Regions from separate parts of the Ovis aries genome. Here region 1 is linked to region 2. Evidence: chromatin contacts called from public Hi-C data. All regions are on one chromosome and are shown on one strand. The core of a region is the stretch at or near the end of the contact, and the rest is flanking DNA. Distances in the headings are between cores, read along the strand shown. Region 1 holds the start of AKT3 (AKT serine/threonine kinase 3). Region 2 has its middle 77 kb from the start of AKT3.

The links. A called contact is a pair of places that touch in the nucleus more often than the background predicts.
Region 1: a Hi-C map of hypothalamus shows a contact between it and region 2, with 1.9 times the contacts expected there. The contact joins the promoter of AKT3 here to the enhancer-like site in region 2. A contact is called at or near these places in 2 of 16 Hi-C or Micro-C datasets (blood and hypothalamus).

Annotation. Positions count from the first base shown.
Region 1 is chr12:32,623,988-32,630,301 of ARS-UI_Ramb_v3.0, forward strand. It overlaps AKT3 (AKT serine/threonine kinase 3), which reads left to right and starts at 3,794. Exons shown (of 16, transcript XR_009595810.1): 1 at 3,794-4,371. It overlaps LOC121820773 (a long non-coding RNA gene), which reads right to left and starts at 3,827. Exons shown (of 4, transcript XR_009595811.1): 1 at 1-3,827.
Region 2 is chr12:32,546,765-32,554,012 of ARS-UI_Ramb_v3.0, forward strand. No RefSeq gene overlaps it. Among named protein-coding and RNA genes, the nearest start is that of AKT3, 77 kb to the right of the region's middle. Within about 2 kb of position 5,522, at least 16 of the 54 cell types and tissues checked have an H3K27ac peak or open chromatin away from gene starts, as enhancers often do. A contact at or near this core is called in hypothalamus, where this site is marked.

The DNA of each region.
Region 1 (6,314 bases), core at 2,544-5,043, 75 kb after region 2:
TATAAAGACAGTATCTGTGAAAAAGAGAAAAGACAATTAGTATTGATAACTATTGTAACTTACTCTTCTGCTACTTATACCTGGACTTAAACTATGCTCTTCTGAAAATTGCTCTATTATCATCTAGGATATTCATTAGTTATAGTTATAGACTTAGCATGGTTATTTCAGAAACCAACTGTGGCAGAGACTGGCTGGCTGTTCATCAAACCAATTTCTTTTTCTTTATGGGCTAGACTCCTTTTCATGGGTTGCCTTGTAGTTTGCTGGCTTTGGAGTGTTCTAGCCAGTGGAATGTGAATAGAATTGAAATGCACAAAACTTCTCTTGAGTGATCCTCCATGTTTTGCCCCTTTCAGCCAGCTTGCTGTCATGATTACGTGTTGAACATGTCATAACTCAAACATGGAAGAAACTTTATTCTTATAAATGCTTGCCCGCCATTCTGAACTTTACGTGGATGAGAAATACATTTCTACTGTTGTATGCAGGACAGATTTTCACATTTGTTTGTTTTACCAGTTAGTGTTAACAGATATATTTATGTTTATGGTAAAGGAATTTTAGCTTGCTGATCAGTCACTATGTTTTAGATACCATCTAATATTTCGTCACATTGAATTCTCATAATACGCTGTTGAAGTAGTTGTAACCATCCTTGCACCAACGAAGAAATTAAGGCTTAGAAGAGTTCAGAAACTTGCCTGAGACCTAAACTCTGCAGAGAGAGGATTTGAACTCAGATTTCCAAGTATGCAATGTGTGTTCATGATCTTTCCAACAAGCCATCCCAAGAGAAGAGTACAGCATAAACTGCACACAGGACACAGATTTATTTGTCCATCAAACATATTTTGTGCATACTGTGTGTCATGTTATATTCTAGATACTGGAGACAAGATATCTTTGTTATTAAAGCACAGAAACAGTAACTTAACTTTTGTTACCTGATGTCCTGCAATTCTCTATGTGCCTTCTAGTTTAAGTTACTCCCAAGCAATGCTTGGAGGAAGGCATGGCAATCCACTCCACTATTCTTGCCTGGAGAATCCCCATGGGCAGAGGAGCCTGGCGGGCTGCAATCCATGGGATTGCAAAGAGTCGGACAAGACTGAGCGACTAAGCACAAGCAACGGTAGAAGTACTAACAAATAGCTCTCAGTATCTTATTTACTCATTGACAGTCAAGAAGAGTAAATATTTTTCTTAAGATATATAAATAACTAGTATTGAGAGATGTTAGTTTTAAGAATTTCTGGCTTAGTAAAGAATGAGGGTATGTCTCTAAAATTTAGGAGGGATATTCCCATAGATAAACATACTCCTGTTGCCCATATTATTGGAAAGTGATGACAGTGAAGAGGAGAAATCTAGAAAACAGTCTATATGGAGTACCATCATCTCACAATCAGCAGATTCTCCAAAACTCACGATGGCACAGTCTAAGAGAAAGAACAATGCTAGTTAAATGACAGTGCTATAATCAATTCCTACGTAATAAAAGCTGACATGCTTTTATTACAGAAATGGATGAAACTACCATAGTAGAAGAACAAAACACAGAAGAAATAAAACTACAGCTTTTCAAATACATGAAGCCTAGGGTACATAATCCATGGCAGTTTATACAATATTTACTTGTATGTTGTAATCCGGTTAAGATTTAATCCAATCTGAAGAGACTGAGAAAAAATTTGAGGCAATATGGCTAGCTTTCCTCATAGCTCAGTTGTTAAAGAATCTGCCTGCAATGCAGGAGACCTGAGTTTGATTCCTGGGTCAGGAAGGTCCCCTGGAGAAGGAACTGGCAACCCACTGCAGTATTCTTGCCTAGAGAATCCCCATGGACAGAGGAGGCTGGCAGGCTACAGTCCACCGGGTTGCAAGAGTCGGACACAACTCAGCGACTAAACCACTTAGCGACTAAACCACCACCATGGCTCATAAGACAAATTTGATTCTCAGAAATATGTCGACGTTAAAACTGGAAATAAAATTGCAGTTGATCAGAGATATCTGGTAATTCAGAATATCACAAGTCTCAGAGTTAAGTATTTAACAGAGCTTTCAAAATACTCTTTTTAACACTGGTGTCATAGGGACTATTTTCTTATAAAGTGACTTGGGTTATTATAGAATAAAAATCTGACTCATTTTTGTTACTCTTAAGCAAGAAATTTTTAATGAAATCACTTTACCAGTAGGGACTGTTAGAGGTCTGATAATTACGGCAATAAATTATATACTTTTAATACACAGATAAGCTGAATAGAGAGGCTTCCCAGGTGGCTCAGTGGTAAAGAATCTGCCTGCCAAGGAGGGAGATGCAATTGAGAGATTCAGGTTCCATCCCTGAGTCAGGAAGCTCCTCTGGAGAAGAAAATGACAACCCAGTATTTTTCCCTGGAAAATTTTATGGACAGAAGAGCCTAAAGGATAGAGTGTATATTTATTATCAGTTCACCATGTGCTGGGAAATATGGGAAAAGGAGAAAGGAAGCAATTGGGGACTTTTACTTTTGGGTGGACTGTACATCTTAAAAAAGCATATTTTATTCTGAAACTGTCAAGTGTAGTGTTTCCTTTGCAAATGGAGAAAATTGATTTTAAAAGCCCTTTCTTTTCTTATTAGGTTAGGTTCCATACTCCTTCCTGTCCACAATCCCAATAGATGTGCCTTTCACAACAGATGTCGACACAGATGTATAAATACAACTCCCTATGTAAATACCAGGGGTATAGTGTAAAAGAATGATTACCAACCCAGTGTTGTCAGGAAATGGAAAAAGCACAGTAGGAAGTGCCCTTCAGAAGCAGTAAGTCTTCTACAGAAAGAGCCCAAAAGCACTACCAAGAACCTTGCATTGGAAGAAATAGCAGGTACATCAACAAGGCTAGAATTACATGGTGAAATGATATGATTTTTTCAAAGTGTTCCAGAAGCAACAATACGTGGTGTCAGAAAAAGTAAACTTTCATAACTTTCTGGAGTATGATGTATGGGTAAAAAAAAAAAAAGGCCATTTTGCGAAAAAACAAACAAAAAAACCCAAAACAAAACCATCTCCTTTATAAACATTCTCAGGAGCCATGAACTTCAAAAGAAAGCAATGCTGTCTTCGTAGTGAATGCAATACATCATGGCCTCCTCAAAGTCAATGAAAACTGTATACTATCTCTAAAAAATGTGAAATTTTAAGGTTGAATTACGATGCTACTGTAAGGTGTACACTATTATGTGGCGGTTACTGCTTACAGGAAGCGCTGGGATGGCTCTTCCGAGAGAGGTTCTAGGACTGGACAGTAAGGTCTCCCCTCTGTACTGACCCCAGAGGTGCAGAGGGGTGGGGTCGCTTCTCGCCCCGCTGCTAGTTTTCGGGGGCGCGCCCCTACAGGGAACGGCCCATCTCGGGGGCCTCAGGTCCCGGCCCTCTAGCTCCCGGCCCGACCCCCCCCGAGCTGCGGCGGGCGGGAGGAGAAGCCCCGGGCTCGGCTGCTCGCGGAGGGCAGAAGAGCCTCCACTCCCGGGCCTCGGGTGCCTGCCGCACGCCACGAGGGCGCGGGGGAAACCCACAACTTCCCGCCCAGGAACGACGCCCCGCTACTGGCTCCGGCTGGGGGGTGTTCTCGCGAGAGGAGAGGGGGCGCTGGCCGCCGCGGGCTCGGGGGCTCGGGGAAGCCCGCGGATGGGGGCCCGCGGGGAGGGGGCAGAGGCGGCGGGCCGGCTGGGGACGCGGGGAAGCCGCTCCCGCCAGTCGCCGTGCGCCAGCCCCTGACGTCAGGAGTTTTCCTCAAAGTCAACAACAAGCCCGCGGCGGCGGCGAGAGCTGATCGCGGCCGCCCCAGCGGGAGGAGGGGGCGGGGAGGCGGCGGCGGCCCCCCCACCCCCCAGCGGGGCGCGGCCCTAGAGGAGGCCGCAGACCCCCGACCCGCGCCTGGCCGCCAGGGCCTCTCAGAGCCTCCCCCCGCCGCCGCCTCGCCTCGCCGGCGCGAGCCGGCCCCCGCCCGAGCGGAGTTTTCTGGTGATGAATTGAATTTGTAGCCGAGATCCGATTCCCACGTAGAGTCTCCGCCCCCTCCCCCCCGCCGCCTCCCTCCTCCCGCCGCCGCCGCCGCCGCCGCCGCCGCCTCCCGCTCCAGCTCCGCGGCCCGGCCGGCTCCCTCCCTCCCTCCCCTGCAGCCCGCCGCCTGCCCTCCCGCCGGCCACACCGGGCTCCAGGGGGGCCAGAGGCTCTGCGGGGTGGGGGGAGGACAGGAGGGGAGGAGGAGGGAGGGGGACCCCCGAGTCGCCCCCTCTCCTCCCCCCGCCCCCCGGCTCCATCCTCCGCCGCCGCCCGAGCAGCTGCGGGGCCGCCGCCGCCGCCTTTGCAGGTAACAGCCACCGCCCCCCCACCCCCACCCCACTCTCGCCCTCTCCCCGCCGCGCCTGCACTCCCTCCGGGGCCCCCTTCGGGCGGGGATGGCGGTGGGTGAATGAGGTGGGGGCGTCCGGCTTGTCACCGCGCCGGGGGCGTGGGCGTGGGGCTGGATCGCCGGGGGCTGGGGTGAGGGATGCGGGTGCGGAGGCCGGGGATGCCCGGCGCGGGCGGACCGCACCCCTCACTTTGCGGGGGAAGCCGGGGCGGCGGTGCGCGGGGGCCGGGGAGGGTGTTCCCGGCCTAGCGGTGCGGTCCGGGTCTGGGCCGCCCTGGCCCGGCGCCTCCGGTCTCGCTCGCTCTGCGCCACTCTCGCTCCCGCCCCTCACCCTCCCCGCCGGCCGGCGGCGTGGGGAGGGGGCCCGGCTCGGCCTGGGGTGGCGGCGGGGTTATGTAACGCGGGGAGCGCCGGTGTCAGGGCGTTTGGGTGGGGGGAGGGGGCTGTCTGCGCGTGGGTGGGGGAAGGCAGGGATGCGACGGCTCCCCGGGGTCTTGTTCGCCACCCCACCCCCCCGCCGCCGCTGCCGCCGGCGCACAGGAAGAGACGGCGCTGGTGGGGTGGGGGGTGTGTGGGAGGTGGGGAACGTGCTTGTCTGTGTTTTTAATAGTAGTGGGTTTTGATCCGCTCGGGAGTTGTGTACTAAGAATAGAAATGTGCGGAAGATGCTGGCTTTGGCGGATCCAGTGATGCTGTCGCTGCTGGCGGCGGCGGCGGCTCTGGCTGCAAGTAAACAAACCAGCCTCTTCCTCGTCCACCTCCTCCTCCTGCGCATCGGTTTGCATCAGCCATGATGCTGGTGGGGCCGTTTTGAGCCCAGAGTTGAAGCGGAGCCGGTTGCTGTGTGCACCCAGACTCCTAGGCGGGGTCACCCCTTGTTTGGGATTTCCCGGGAATCTGCAGTTAGGCTCGATTGAATTTCTTTGGGGCCAGGGTTTCGATACCGGTATTTACTGTTTATCTTCTGAAAGTAAAGGAAATGCTTACCCATAAGTCAAGGCTGGGATACTCATGTTACTTGCATCAAAATAATGTTATGAAAGTGACACCAACACGTTCCACCAGTGTGGTAATTGATCGAAAGCCCAGTAGTTTGTAATTGATAACGTTTCCAAATAGAAATTCAACAGTGAAACCTATGTATCTGTAATAATTACTAGTGTTGATAAAACGTTCACTTTTTTAGTTCATCGTGACGCGAAAGAATGTGAAATAATGACTTTTTTTTGTAGTTAATACGTTGTCAGCTGTCTGACATCAATTTAGATGTATGTTTCATCTTTGGTAAAGTATGGTCTTATAATTAATATCTTTTAGTGCACTATAAATCATTAAACAACTGTTGGACTTTGGTTTTGGTGAAAAGTCATTAAATTAGGTTATAGATTGTTGGAAAACAGTTGAAAAAGCCGAAGGAGAAAGAATCCTATAAAGATGGTCTAGGAAACTCCTGTCTTCAGAACTTGTTATTGTGAAATATGTAAAAATGAATAAGAATATTCCAGGAGGTAGTTGTCTATAACGTGAAGACAACTTTTATTGGCGTATCTACTTACTAGTATTACTAGTTTTCCAAAGTATACGACAATGCACAATTATTTGTAAGGTATATGTCGGGACTGTAGGTGTTTTTTTTCTTCCGCCCATGCATAATCTAGACTTCGAAAGTTTACCAGTGAGACTGTATTTGACGGTCTGCTTTATGTTTTTCTCACTAAAGTTTACCCCACTATCTTTGGTTAGTTTGAGCTTTTAATTTTGTAGTGAGGAAAGTGGATATATCACATGATTGAGACAACATTGGAAGTTAGAGACCAATAAAGAGTTTTGGCTTTGTGTTTGTATTGTGTATTTGCAGTATGTAGTATGTTTTCTTAGAGTGTTTTAAAAATAATATCGTG
Region 2 (7,248 bases), core at 4,272-6,771:
CTACACAACTCCTCCCTCCTTTCCTTCTAAGGGAAACCTGATTAAGCTCTCCCCCAAGATGCTTAAGCAATACATGAGACATTGACCCCGACACTATCTCCAGAGGTAGATGCTGATGTATGTAGGGTCGTAATGAATCATGGCAAGCCCATTCACCTTGCCGGAGAATGGCTCAGGAACACAGACAGAAACTCACAGCCTTCTTCTAGCAACTATTAGTAGTCTAGGGGTGCACGTGTGACCTAAGTTGGCGCAACCAGCATGACGGCAAGGTCTTCTGATTTATACTCTGTCCCTTTCCCTCTCCCTCCGTCATTCTCCCTCTCTCTCTGTCTTTCCCTCTGGGTGTGAATATGGAACCGCATTGCCCCTGTTGCTGCTAGGAAACCATTCTGAGAACAAAGCCAACACAGGGAGACAGGTTAGGTCAGGAATCACTGAGAAATGGAGCCAGAACTCTAATCTTAGAAGTCCTGGAGCCTTCCCACCTCAGGACTTCTTGCTGTGTGACACGATAAATGCCTTTATTATTTAAGTTAACTTGACTCAAATATTCTGTTCCTTGCAGCCAAAAACATCCTAACTGATATATCTGAAATAAAATTGTTTCATTTCTTTTGCTCCCATCCTGCCTCTCTTTTTTTTTTTTTTTTCTTTCCTTCCTTCCATTCTAAGGAGGCAGTCTAGCTCTCCTGCTCTTCTGGCTGTGTGGCTTTACTTAGCCAAATTCTTCACTCTCCCTGGTCTTCAGGGTCCTCATATTTAATGAAGGAGTTGGCTAGAAGGATCTGTAAGATCCCTTCAAACTCTAATATTATAGTACAAACATTAAACAGTATAATACCTCCACTAAAAAGACATGTCATATCAAGTACGTAAACCACTGAGTTCAGTTCAAACCAGTTTAAGCTTAAGGCGGAGAGTTGCCAAGACAATAAAAAAAAAGATGGCTTGAGAAGACATGAAGCAACCTCCCGTACACAGCAGGCTTCAAGTCAATGAACACAGAAGATCAATGAGGCGAACACCATGTACCCCTGAGAACGAACGAGGTGAAAATAAATTGACCACAAAATTGTATGTTCCCTTTTATACTCAGCCAAATATATTCTATATTCCCAGTCACTCTCTGTGCCTCCTGGCTCTGACAACCCCAAGAAGAGAAGGAGAAAGGGACTCAGTGCCTCATTCATGAGAAGGACAGCAGAAAGCGCTGGAATGATTGAAGAAAGAAGGAATTTTATATAGGCCCAGAGGCTCTGAGAGTCAATCTCTACAGCATTGTTTTCCTTCTATATTCACGTGGGTATTTCGTTCATTTTGAGTCTCCAGTTACTGTATACTGCATGGACCAAAGACTGTTTCAGTTCAGAGGAGATTTGCCCCAGTAAAGGGCTGTTTGGGAAGGCTTGCTGCCCCTATTAACCCATCGCCTCCAGCAAGACAGAGATGCAGTGAAGGTTAAAGGAACACACGTAATTGGGTAGCAGACTATTTGTGAGTAAGAGCAGGACAATACTATGCTTAAGGTTCCAGGGACAAGCGAGGCATTCTATGTTCCAGGGAGTGATGGTGGTGACATCCTGGGAGCAATGCCTTTGGAATCCAAGTCAGGAAAGGAAGAGGACACTATTTACACTGTTATTGAACCCCAACAGTGCAGACATGCCACCATTTAGCATGTATATGTGTGTTAATCGCTCAGTTGTGTCCAACTGTTTGTGATCCCATGGACTGTAGCCCAGCAGGCTCCTCTGTCCATGGAATTCTCCAGGGTGTCCAGGCTAACTCTCCAGAATACTGGAGTGGGTTCCCATTCCCTTTTCCAGGGGATCTTCCTGACCCAGAGATCAAACTCAGGTCTCCCACATTGTAGGCAGATTCTTTACCATCTGAGCTACTAGAGAAGCCCTCATTTAGCTTGGTCCTGGCATAAAAAGTTCCACGAATATTTATTGCATTGATAATTAAAAGGAGTAATATTACAACCAAGTCAATGAAGAAACTTTACAGCAACAAAGTACAGGAGAAATTGAACAAAGGGAGGAGCAGTTGGAATTGTACCCAGAAAGAAAAATGGATAGGCGACCAGTGTAGCAGAAAAGTGTCTACATTAGTGGTCATCAACCCTGATTGCACCTGCAGACATTGAAAAGTAACAGTCATGAGAAAAGGGAACCCTCTTACACTGTTGGTGGGAATGCAAACTAGTACAGCCACTATGGAGAACAGTGTGGAGATTCCTTAAAAAACTGGAAATAGAACTGTCTTATGACCCAGCAATCCCTCTGCTGGGCATACACACCATGGACTGCAGCCCACCAGATGCCCCTCTTCTGTAAGATTCTTCAGGCAAGAAAACTAGAGTGGATTGTCATTTCCTTTTCCAGGGGAACTTCCCGACCTGGAGATCAAACCTGGGTCTCCACACGGCAGGCAGACTCTTTCTCATCTAGCCACCAGGGGAAGCCCCAGACCAGGGATCAAACCTAGGTCCCCTGCATTGGAAGGTGGATTCTTAACCACTGGACCACAGGGGATTCCCAGTCCACAGGGTTTTGATGAGCAGTTGTGGGGTGCTTTTTACAGTATAAATGTGTGCTTTTGGCATACACACCACCACCTTCCCAAAGCACTCTCCTCCAGAACCTCAGTGGTTCCCCCACTTACTTGCAGGTTAAAAATCTGGGACAAATTAATGACTTTCTCATGCCTTCTTTTCCTTGCGATCATCAACAGCAGTGTCTCTTTACACTAAACCAAGTCTGAACTCCAAAAATGAAAATTAAAAATAAAAAAAATTCAGAAACTGAGTTGTGAGCACTTGCTTCAAAAGAAGAGTTCAGAAACAGACCAGTTCAGAGATTCCTTTCTTGGCTTCTCTGGTGGCTCAGATGGTAAAGAATCTGCCTGTAAGGCAGGAAACCCAGGTTCAATCCTTGGGTCAGGAAGATCCCCTGGAGGAGGAAATGGCTACTCACTCTAGTATCCTTGTCTGGGAAATCCCATGGACAGAGGAGCCTGGCAGGCTATAGTCCATAGGGTCGCAAAGAGGTGGACACAACTAAATGACTGAGCGCCCATGCAAAGACACATTAATAGGGAGAAAATGAGGGACTAGAGCAGAAGCCCTGGTTAAAGATCATTAGATTCTTGACTGACAGTCAGCTGAGCTGGGAGGAAACTAATCTCCCAGAGGCAGGCTCTCTTTAAGCTCATTAAAGTTTATTTTTAAATTACTTAAGTATTTTATCAGGTATATTAATTTCCTCCCAGAAGGAACTTGAGAAACACATCATGTGAGAAGTTCAATCTGGACTAGGTTTGGGACAATTTCTCATTTCCAGTGAAAATCTTACAATTCTCAGAGCATACTCCTCCTTTACAGCAAAAAAAAAAAAAAAAAAAAAAATCATCCTGGCACCATCCCTGGTGGATCAGTGGTAAAGAATCCACCTGCCAGTGCGGGAGACCCTGGTTCAATCCCTGGGTCAGGAGGATCCCACCTGCCTCGAGGCATCTAAGCCCAAACTCCACAACTATTGGGCTTACCTTGTAGTTCAGACAGTAAAGAATGTGCCTACAGTGCAGGAACAGAGGTTCAGTCCCTCAGTAGGGAAGATCCCCTGGAGAAAGGAATGGTCACCCACTCTTGCCTGGAGAATTCCATGGACAAAGGAGCCTGGTGGGCTATAGTCCATGGGGTCTCAAAGAGTCGGACATGACTGAGCGACTGAACTGAACTGATACAGGTAAGTGGTCCACGAGTCTTCTGCCTGGTGGTCTAAATTTTTTTTTTTTTTTTTTGCATACTGATGTTAATTGACAGCAAAATGCTTCCTTCCTCCAGCAGCACCAAAGACTGAGATGCTTCAACTCATTCCCAAACATGGCATTCCTTAGGAACAGCCTTAAAAAGACATTTAATAAATAAAGCAAGAGGGTATAGTAAGGAAAGTATGAAAGTGACAAGCATATTAGAGTTTTGCCTCTTCTAATCCCAAAGCACAAAACAAAGCTCAAGTCCTCCAAAATGTCTTCCACAGAAAGGTTACAAGAGGAATTGTCTGGCAGAGACTAGGTAATCCATACATGCTTTGTTTGAATGGACAGAGAAGCCTGGAGAGCTACAGTCCGTGGGGTCAGAAGAGTCAACATTTCTGAGCCGCTAACACATATACACACACAAATATACAAAACCAGGTTAGCTGATTTACCCTTCCACTGCAGTCATCAGTGTGCTTCCCAGGTGGGGCTCGTGGTAAAGAACCCACCTGCCAGTGCAGGCAGACCTGAGAGACATAGGTTTGATCCCTGAGTCAGGAAGATCCCCTGGAGGAGGGCATGGCAACCTGCTCCAGTATTCTTGCCTGGAGAATCCCATGGACAGAGGAGCCTGGCAGGCTATAGTCCATGGGGCCACAAAAAGCTGGACGTGACTGAAGCGACTTAGCACGCAAGCAGTCATTAGTAAAGACACATTTGGCAGGTAATGTGCAACCACAGTAAGACACTGCAAAGATTCTTACTCACCTGATTGGTCAGATGTCAAATCGAGGTTAGAACCCCAACTACTTTTAGTAGGAGTGCTCTACACATTACCTGTAAGCTTAGAGCAGAGATGTTTGGGTGGGGTGAGCCAGTAGGAGGGGTTGTGAACACCCACAGCATGGGGTGGGAGAGGCCACCTGCCCAGCCACACACTGTTCTGTCTCAGCCTGGCTCGGCCATACCGTTGGAGCTACTCCCTACTGCCCACAGCCTACAATCTCCTGCCCTACCCTTTATGTCCAGCTCAAGGGAATTTTAAGGTAAAAGGATCCACTGAAACACGTTACCGACTTATCTAATTGTGATGTGAAGAATCACACCACTCACAGGCCTTGAAATTGTTAAGCGAAGAACTTCATTCCTTACACACACACATCCCTTCTCTCTCTCCCACCCACCCAAACACAATAGTCCATTCCAGCATTCTGAATAACCAAAGTCTGCACTGAACCAAATGTGACCTGAACTCACACAGCTCCCAGCAACCAACTTTCACCTTCAGTATTTTAGTAGGCGGCATCATCGACTCAACGGACATGAGTGTGAGCAAGCTCCGGGAGATAGAGAAGGACAAGGAGGCCTGGCGTGCTGCATCCACGGGGTTCCAAAGAGTCGGACAGCACTGAGCGACTGAACAACAACAAATAGAAAGTCAGAGACCCAGTTCTAATCCCACTCCTGTTTGTAACTTCTCATCCTCCCATCTGTAAAATTATAGATAAGCCTGCTTTCCTGCTAAGATGAGCCATTGAAACGACTGCAGAAGAAACCAATCCCCTCAGATCAGAATCTGCGTGTTCAGAGAACTGAAGCGTGCGCTTGGAATTTTCTCTTTTGCACGCCTTCATCCACCTTTTTCACATAGTTTCCTTTAAACCTCCAGCTTCTCAACCCGGGTGCTGTGTAACCAGAGGGCGTAAGGCGAGCTCAAAGTGAGCGCCGCGCTCCGTCCCGCCCGCGCTGCGGGCGCAGGGAGGGCGCCTGGAGTCCGGGCTGCCCCACGGCTTCCCCCGCTCGCACCGTGGCGATCGCGGCAGGAACGAGAGGAAAGAGCCCCGGGTGACAGCCCCCCGTTATCAACCTCCCGCCCCCCTTGCACCAGCGGGGCCGTGTGATCCCCGCTTTGTGCCCTCGCCGCCGGGCACTGAGCCGTCTGTGACTCTGTCCCTTTGTGGGTCCCAGCCCCGCTCCTGAAGCCCCTTCGGGCGCCAGTGGCTGGGCGGGCGGCGGAGAGGCCGGCGCGCCCCTGGTCCACCCTCCCAGCCCGGGGGGGCGACGGGCTCCCAGGAGACGGAGGAAGTGGGCTGGCAGCATCCCGGGCCTGATGGAGAAGGGGGCTGGGGCCCGAGCCCGGACAGGAAAACACGTTGGGGGCCCCTTGAAAGTGAAAGTGGCTCTGCTTTTCAAAACAAACAACCAAAACCCACACCTAAATCCGTGCTGAGAGGGCCCCGGCGCGGGGGGAGGGAGGTGGGAGGGGCAGGAGGGTTACCATTCAGTTCAGTTCAGTTCGGTCGCTCAGTCGTGTCCGACACTTTGCGACCCCATGAATCGCAGCACGCCAGGCCTCCCTGTTCATCACCATACCATTAGCTCTCCTTTTCATTTTTACTGATTGCTCAAGATGAAAAGAATTGGTCCCAACATCCGGGGACAGGAGTAGAATAGGGGAGGTATGATTGAACTTTCTGCCCCGAGATGACTGTCGGTCTGTGACGTGCTGCAGGGTAAAATTTGGGCTTAAAAAAAAAAAAAAAAAAAGGCCTGTAGGAGAGAAAGGAAAAGTAAGAAATCCACAGGAGGGTAGAGAAAAACAACCAGGGAGTAAAAATGATAAACCATCAAGGAACACTCCCCATATAAAGTGCTCAAGCTCGGTCCATTATTTATTCTCACCAGAACTCCACCTGCCTAACATAGATAATGTCCTTATTCCCATTTTGCACATGAAGACACCAAAGCAAAGGGGCATTAAACACACTTTTGACTGAAAGGAGATTTGAGCCTGAGTCTGGCTCCAGAGCTGAAATGACCTTCCCTTAGCATTGTTCCTTTTCTATTTTGCAAAAACAGGCTAGTGGGCAGGGCCTGGAGAATTTACCTGGTTTTAGGCAAACTGTGACTCCAGATAGACAAATCACTTAATCTCTGAGTCCTAGTATTTTTCTCAGGAATGGTGACTTTTCAGGAATCTTGTGAAACTCAAATGAGATCATGTGTTTGCATATACATGCAAAATAGTGAAAGTGAAGTGAAAGTCTCTCAGTCATGTCCGACTTTTTGCCACCCCATGGACTGTATAGTCCATGGGCTTCTCCAGGCCAGAATACTGGAGTGGGTAGCCTTTCCCTTCTCCAGGGGATCTTCCCAACCCAGGGGTCAAACCCAGGTCTCCCCCACTGCAGGTGGATTCTTTACCAGCTGAGTCACAAGGGAAGCTCTTGCGAAATAGAAGGTACTTGAAAGTGAAAGTGTTGGTCACTCAGTCGTGTCCCACTCTTTGCCACCCCATGGACTGGATGACTCCCTGGACTATACTAAGCTCCTCTGTCCATGGAATTCTCTAGGCAAGAATACTGAAGTGGGTAGCTGTGCCTTCCTCCAGGAGATCTTCCCCACCTAGGGATGGAACCCAAGTCTCTTATGTCTCCTGCATTGGCAGGCAAGTTCTTTACTGTCTGAGCCACCAGGGAAGTA